Regions from separate parts of the Sus scrofa genome. Here region 2 is linked to region 1. The links are chromatin contacts, called in public HiChIP or PLAC-seq maps. All regions are on one chromosome and are shown on one strand. The core of a region is the stretch at or near the end of the contact, and the rest is flanking DNA. Distances in the headings are between cores, read along the strand shown.

Region 1 (3,300 bases), core at 638-3,137:
GTTTGTTTTTTTTTTGTGTGTGTGTGTGTGTCTTTCTAGGGCTGTACCCACAGCATTATGGAAGTTCCCAGGCTAAGAGTCGAATTGGAGCTGCAGCTGCCAGATTGACACGCCACAGCCATGCCAGATCTAAGCCACACCTGCCACCTACACCAAAGCTCACAGCAACACCAGATTCTTAAGCCACTGAGCGAGACCAGGGATCAAACCCATGTCCTGATGCATATTAGTCAGGCTTTTACAACTGAGCCACAATAGGAACTCCAAAAAATACAGTACTTTACAAAAAGCTCTTTTACAAACATTGCCCTGGCTGCTGAGTACCCAGAAAACATCCAATAAACACTAGTTAAGATAAATGACAAGAGCAACACTCCCCTTTACACCTGGCATTTTGTGCTCCCAAAACAAAAGGATTAATCCTTGGCCTGTTATTCAAGTCAGTATCATTCCTTATCACCAGTTCCAACCATATTTCCCAAGGCTCCTCTTTACAAATCTCAATTTCCAAACTGAACAATCTGCCATTCTTTGCACAGGTCTCATGCTTTCTTTCCTGCCTGCCTTTGAAGGCCCTGGGATGCCCTTCCACTATCCCTATTTGTCCAAATTCTACTGTCCTGAAGACTCATCCCCAAAGTCAGCTCCTCTAAAGCCTTCTTTGAACTTCCCAACAGAAATCACTATCCCTGTAGTTCACCTGTGTCATCTACAACATTCCATCTTGTATGTACATCTTGCATATACTTTTTTTTAAGTACCTACTATTGGTCTGTCTGTTCAGCAAATATTTAATGAACACCTACTCTATGTTGGGCCTGTGCTAGGGGCTAAGTATGCTGCACCGAACAGACAAACACTGAGTAAAGTGACCAAAATTACACTAATTACATAAGAAATTACTCACAATTATGAGAAATGTTTCCCCCAAAAAACAACTGTAGGAACCATGAGGATACAGTAGAGGTGCCAGGCACAGACTCTGCCCCAGAAGTGAATGATTTAGGATTAATTACTTTAAATTACTACTATGTGCCACAACCTCTAACAATGCAGACCTCCTGGGAACATTCAAGGCTTAAATGAAATAGACAATGTCATCACCTGGCAGTAAATAAGTATTAGTTTATTCCTAGCAGCTATGCCCACCTGGAGAGAAAGGGATTAGGGTTGGAATGCAATTGTTCAGAACAGAAAGTTTTAGGAAGTTGGGATTCTGATTCCACTCAAGTTCATACTAACACTTCCTGACTGGGTCAGGTTCCCCAACTCTCAGTCGGCCAAAAACTACGAATCCAACTAGCAATTCAGAACTAAGTAAAACAGAGAAGCAAGCAAGCTGTAATAAGGACATCCAGCGTTTGCATCAGGAGTCTCCTCGAGATGTGGAGTACCACTGTTTCCCTTTTACGTGAAATCACTGAGGCTCTGCGAGAGAAAGGGTTCAACAATATGACTACATGGAAGCCCCAGCTCCCGGAGCTCTCGGGGCCGGTCTTTCTCCCGAGCTCTACAACCTTGCCCAGAAGCCGGACCGGAGCAGCTGCTCTTCCCAGAAGGCCTTGCAAAGCCGCAGAGAACTGTGGGATATAAATGGATAAACAAATCCAAGGCAAGGGCCAAGACCCTGGCCCGAGAAACTCCGTCCTAAGCCCGCCGAGGGCCTTCTTTATCCCTCTTGTGTGCTTACCTTTCCTGGAGCTCCCGCTACTGGGAGCCTCACTAACGCCGGCGAAGGCGGGGAACAGCGCCATGACCGCAGGCCGCACGCAGGGCCTCTTCACGCCACAGAAATGGCGCCAGGCAAAGGATGCCGGTAGTAAGGCCTTTGCCGTCGCAATGCACTCTGGGAAGTGTGGTTTTCTTGTGCTTCCTCCGGATTGAGCCAGACCGCTGGGGCGGGGCGGGGCAGAAAGGGAGGGGAAAAGGGCGGGGCGTAGTGAGAGAGAGGCACCTCTTCCCTGTAATTAGTACCCGCAGGATTCTGTGAGAAAATGATGTGATTGGAGATGCAATTGTTCAGAGCAGAGAGTGTTAGGAAGTTGGGACTCTGATTACCCCTGGAGTTCACAATGTCACTTCCTGACTGGGTCAAATTAATCAAATTCCCTAAGCTTTAGTTTTGATGGAATAAAAACTCATATTTTTAGGAAAAATAAGAAAAATGTAAACAAAATTTTTTGCGAATTTGCACCTCCTCCCTCCCCTCTAGTATGCCATTGTGCACCTGCATTACACATTCACCAGACCTCCCCAATGGCAGAAATACCTGCTCAACTCTAAAGATCCATTTTTCTTTTTCTGGCGCCAGCCTCCTAATTCCTTAGAAGATAACATTCCTTTCTCAATCCTGTAAGAGGTAACCAGTGACCCATCACTCACCTTGTATGTGCAGCATCTTTGGTGAACTTTTGTACAATCCCAATCTATCATTTCCCTGAAAGACAGTGATGAGTGCAGAGCAGACTGGTCAAATGACCTGGGGAGAATACTGGGCCACACTTTATGGAAGTTCTTGGCTTAAATATCTGCTTATGACCTTATTAATATTACTAGCTATATTACATGCATTCCTTATTAATGTTACTAGCTATATTACATCTAGCTATATTACATGCATTAATGTTGCTAGCTATATCACTTGCATTCCGCCTGTTTTACAAGATTGTTTCTTGCATTACCAATGTGTGACGGAGCCTCAGATAAAATTAACGATGATTATGCAACTAAGCAGGACCCTATAGGGCTTCCCAGAATAGAGCCCCACCTACATTCTCCACCTGCCTATTGTTTGTAGAAAGACTTTAATCAAAGAATAAAGCTAATCAGAGAAGTGAGAAAATGCAAAAAGAAAGGAAAAGAGTCAAGCAGGACAAAATAATTATACTTTAGCCATTAAAAAAAGTCTAGAACCTTTAGTTCTCCCTCAAGGACTATAGATGATATTCTGAGCCATGTTTTTTGAGCTGTTTTGCAGAAACTGAACCCCCATCCAGGTGGAAGAAGTTAACTATAAGCTGCCCACATGCACGTAGACCTCAGACCAGTTGGAACCAGAAGGTTGATGATGCTGACTCCCAATTACCTCGTAAGCTGATCACATCCTTCTACTTGAACCATTACTATAAGACTCCTCATTACTCTCCTCCAGACTGGAGCATAGTTTTCAGGACACTAGCCTGCTATGGCCTGGTTTGCCTGGCAAAGCAATAAAGCCATTCTTTTCTACCTAACCCCAAACTCTGTCTCCATGATTCAATTCAGTGCTGATATACAGAGCCTGGGTTTCAGCAACAATTA
Region 2 (3,398 bases), core at 777-3,276, 430 kb after region 1:
CTCACCATCTGAAGCTACCTCGTTTACTGTGGTCCAGATGTGCTTACCATCTGTCTCCTCAGCACAGGTAAGTGCATGAAAGTAGGAGAGCTTGGTCAGTGCTGTGCACCACTGTGGATGCCTGGCACAGGTGGACATGCAAATATGGGCTGCATGAGTAAATAAAGCAGGAAACAAGTGAGCTCTGAAGGGAAAAACCAGGAGGTTCACAAGTGCGCCCATGTAATCCTAAGATCAACCTGCCCTGAAGTATGATAGGTCCACACCGCTGGGAAGTAACAGAGCAGACCAGGATTGTTGAATTCCAAGAAGAAAGGAGAAAACGCTGCAGCTAAGAAGAGAAGCAAGCAGGCAAGCTGGTGACCCTGGATGGTCGGGTCAGGCTGCCACTGGGGCCCAGGGGACTGAACACCCTTGCCTCAAAAATTCAGCTTTCCTCGAATGCTGACTGAACTGCAAAGAGTCAACATTTGCATGCGGAGCCCAGGTAGGTCTGTCCTTCTTCCATGCCCCTGGCACAATCATGGCACCTGCCTCTGCCCAGGAAACACCTGCACAAAGCGAGGTACCACAGTTGAGAATACACAAAACCAAGTTCTTATGTTAAGGCACTAGTACCATAAAAGGCACAAATACCAACCAATTGGGAAGAGGACACACAACAGCCCTTTCCATTTCTGGGCGGTCTGAGGTGAGAAGGTTGGAAATCATGCAGTTGTCCTTTCTTAGAACAGTGTCATTCATTCATTCATTCTTTCTTTCATTCATTCATTTGCTCGGCCAACATGTGCTCACCCAGCCTCAGGAAGCCAGAAATGAAAGAGGACAAAACCTCTGCCCTCTCACCAGTCCATTGCTGCCTGTGGTTTTGGCGGGCATGAAAAAACAAGCAAATATTAAGGATACTTGCTTCCAAAACAAATAAGACCACGTGGAGCTGCGCTCTGAAATGGCATTTGGGATGCAATTTTTCAACAGAGTCAACAAGGTCATAAACTGACTCCAGGCACCAGTTTCTCTTACTCAGGGGCTGGCTCAGACCCCCTCTTCCTCTAGGCCCCAAGCCCCTCACACACCCAATCCCATTTCCCCACATTCTCCAACCACACTCCTACCTCTCTCCACAATATTCTCCCTCCGGACTCCCCGAACTCTATCGCCCCCATACGCTCAAACCTGACCTCCCTAGATCCACAGCTCTGATATCCTACTCTCTGAACCCCAGGACACACAGCTCAACTGCCTTCCACCCCCCCCCCAACACACACACACACCCCAGGTCTGGGCGGCCACCTGGAGCCCCGGGAATGCCATATGTTTACGAAGCATGTTTCCCAGGTGTCTCTACTCAACACCTCTCAACGCAGGACCCCCATAAATACATCGTGACTCCCGAATACACCATACACACACCCTGGATCCCCATACATCCACACCCATGTCCTGAGGGCGCACCTCGCCTCCAACTTCTTAGAGCCCCGAGGCCGGCCCCTGACCCCTTGGGATCCTGGTGCAGCAGCCGACTCCTTGAGACCCCCGACCCCCTCACTCCGGAGAAGCCCGCCCTGCGCGCCGGAACTCTGGGACGCCAGGCACCCGCCGGCGGCCGCAGGACGCCGCCACCGCGTGACTCCCGGGGTCCCGGGGTCCCGAGGCCCTGGCCCCGCGCACACCCCCGGGCGCAGCGCCATCGCACCCCGGCCGCGCCCCTGCCCGCTCCCCGCGGCGCCTCAGGGGCACCCGGCCCGGCGATCCGCGGAGGCCGCGGCGCCCACCAAAGCCCAGGCCCGCGCGCCCGGCGCGTACCGTTGGCGATGAGCTTGGCCGACAGCTGCTTGACGAGCTCGGGGATCCGCTCCCACTGGCACTCGGAGCGGCAGCGCTCGATCTCCGTCTCCAGCCGCGAGCCCGCCTTCCTGGTCGCCATCGCGGCCTGGCCGGGCCCGGCCCGCCCGCCCGCAGGCCCCGCAGGCCCCGCCGCCGCCGCCGCCCGGGCGCCCCCGTCGCCGCCTCCCGCTGCCGCCGCGGGCTCGGGCTCCGGCTCCCGGCTCCGCGGCGTAACGGGAGCGCCGGCTGGGGAAGGGGCGGGGAGGCGGGCGGCGGCGGCGGGCGCGGCGGGGCCCCGGGCGCCGCAAGGAGCGGCCCCTGCCGGCCAGGGCTGGAGCCACAGCGCGGGCCGGGGTCGCGACCCAGGCGGGGGCCGGGGCCGGGGCCGGGGCCGGGGGCGGGAGGCGGGAGGCGGGGGGAGGCGCGAGGAAGGGCGCAGTGCAGCAGAGGCTGGGACCAGACGGAGACCCAGGTGCCCGACCTGGAGGCGGGCTAGGGCTGGGGTCCAGATCGAGGTGGAAGGGGTGAGGGCGGGAGGTGAGGAGGGGGAGGCGGTAGGGAACGGGCAGGATGGGGGAGGGAGACCTCGGAGAGAGGGAGAGAGGGAGGGACTGGGCGCCCCACAGACCCTCAGGAATAGGACCTAGAAATGACAGTGACCCCAGGGAAGGTCACGGGCCAGGCAGGGCTAGTGGGCCTGAGGTATGAGGCGGGTGTGACCAGGACGCCTGCCTGAGCTTGTCCTGCCATCTCAGGTTTCAAGGTGCTCCCTCTGGGCCTGGCTTGGCCTGTGCCCTTTAGCAGGCGCCTCTGCCCCAGGCAGCCTTCCCACCACCCAGCCCGAGGTGGGTGGAGACTCATCCTCAGCAGGCACCTGCCCAGGGTTCCACAAAAGTCTGTTGAGTTGAGGTGGATGGAGCCAGGCAAAAACTGCCAGCTCAGGGGCCAGCCCCCTTGCCCTCTGAGGAGGATGCAGAGTCACCAGAGGGGTTTCCTCGTCTTGGCCCTGCAGACTGAGAGCCGAGGACAGGTGTCCAAACTGTGCCTTCTTTCAGTTATCCCTGAACTACATAGGGACCACCTACTATGTGCTAGACCCTGTTTGAGGTGCTGGGGATATAGCAGAAAACTAACAAAATACCTGCCTTTGTTCCATTCCAAGCAGAGAAATAAATGAGCAAAATGAGGTCATAAATTAGAAGGTTAAAATGGCTGTTTGAAGAAACACAGCAGGGTGGGTCCAATGAGGCAAATAAAGAGTTGAAGGAGTGGAGGGTTTGCAGTTTTGAATGGGGTGGCAGCGGATGGCCTCAATGAAGTGGCATTGGACTTGAAGAAGAGGAGAGAGCCCCGGGGAAAGAGCATTCTGGGCACAGGTAACAGCAGGTGCAAAGACCCTGGGAGCATATTTAATGAGCTGGGGGAATGATGGAGGCCTGAGAGGCTGGAGTGGAGGGAGGCAGGAAGGCGGAGAGGGAGAGCACCGGGAGGGGCATGGGAGTTGCAGTCCGTGTTGGGCCTGTGGGCCAATAGGGAGACTGACTTTTCCTCTGGCGAAATGGGACATCATC

The links. HiChIP or PLAC-seq counts read pairs in DNA pulled down with a chosen protein or histone mark.
Region 2: a contact with region 1 is called in an H3K27ac HiChIP or PLAC-seq map of alveolar macrophages. The contact joins the promoter of TTC7B here to the promoter of NRDE2 in region 1. A contact is called at or near these places in 2 of 2 datasets of contacts at active chromatin or transcription factors (alveolar macrophages and skeletal muscle).

Annotation. Positions count from the first base shown.
Region 1 is chr7:112,088,745-112,092,044 of Sscrofa11.1, forward strand. It overlaps NRDE2 (protein NRDE2 homolog), which reads right to left and starts at 1,888. Exons shown (of 14, transcript XM_021099603.1): 1 at 1,691-1,888. The coding sequence starts at 1,754.
Region 2 is chr7:112,517,097-112,520,494 of Sscrofa11.1, forward strand. It overlaps TTC7B (tetratricopeptide repeat protein 7B), which reads right to left and starts at 2,027. Exons shown (of 20, transcript XM_021099609.1): 1 at 1,807-2,027. The coding sequence starts at 1,927.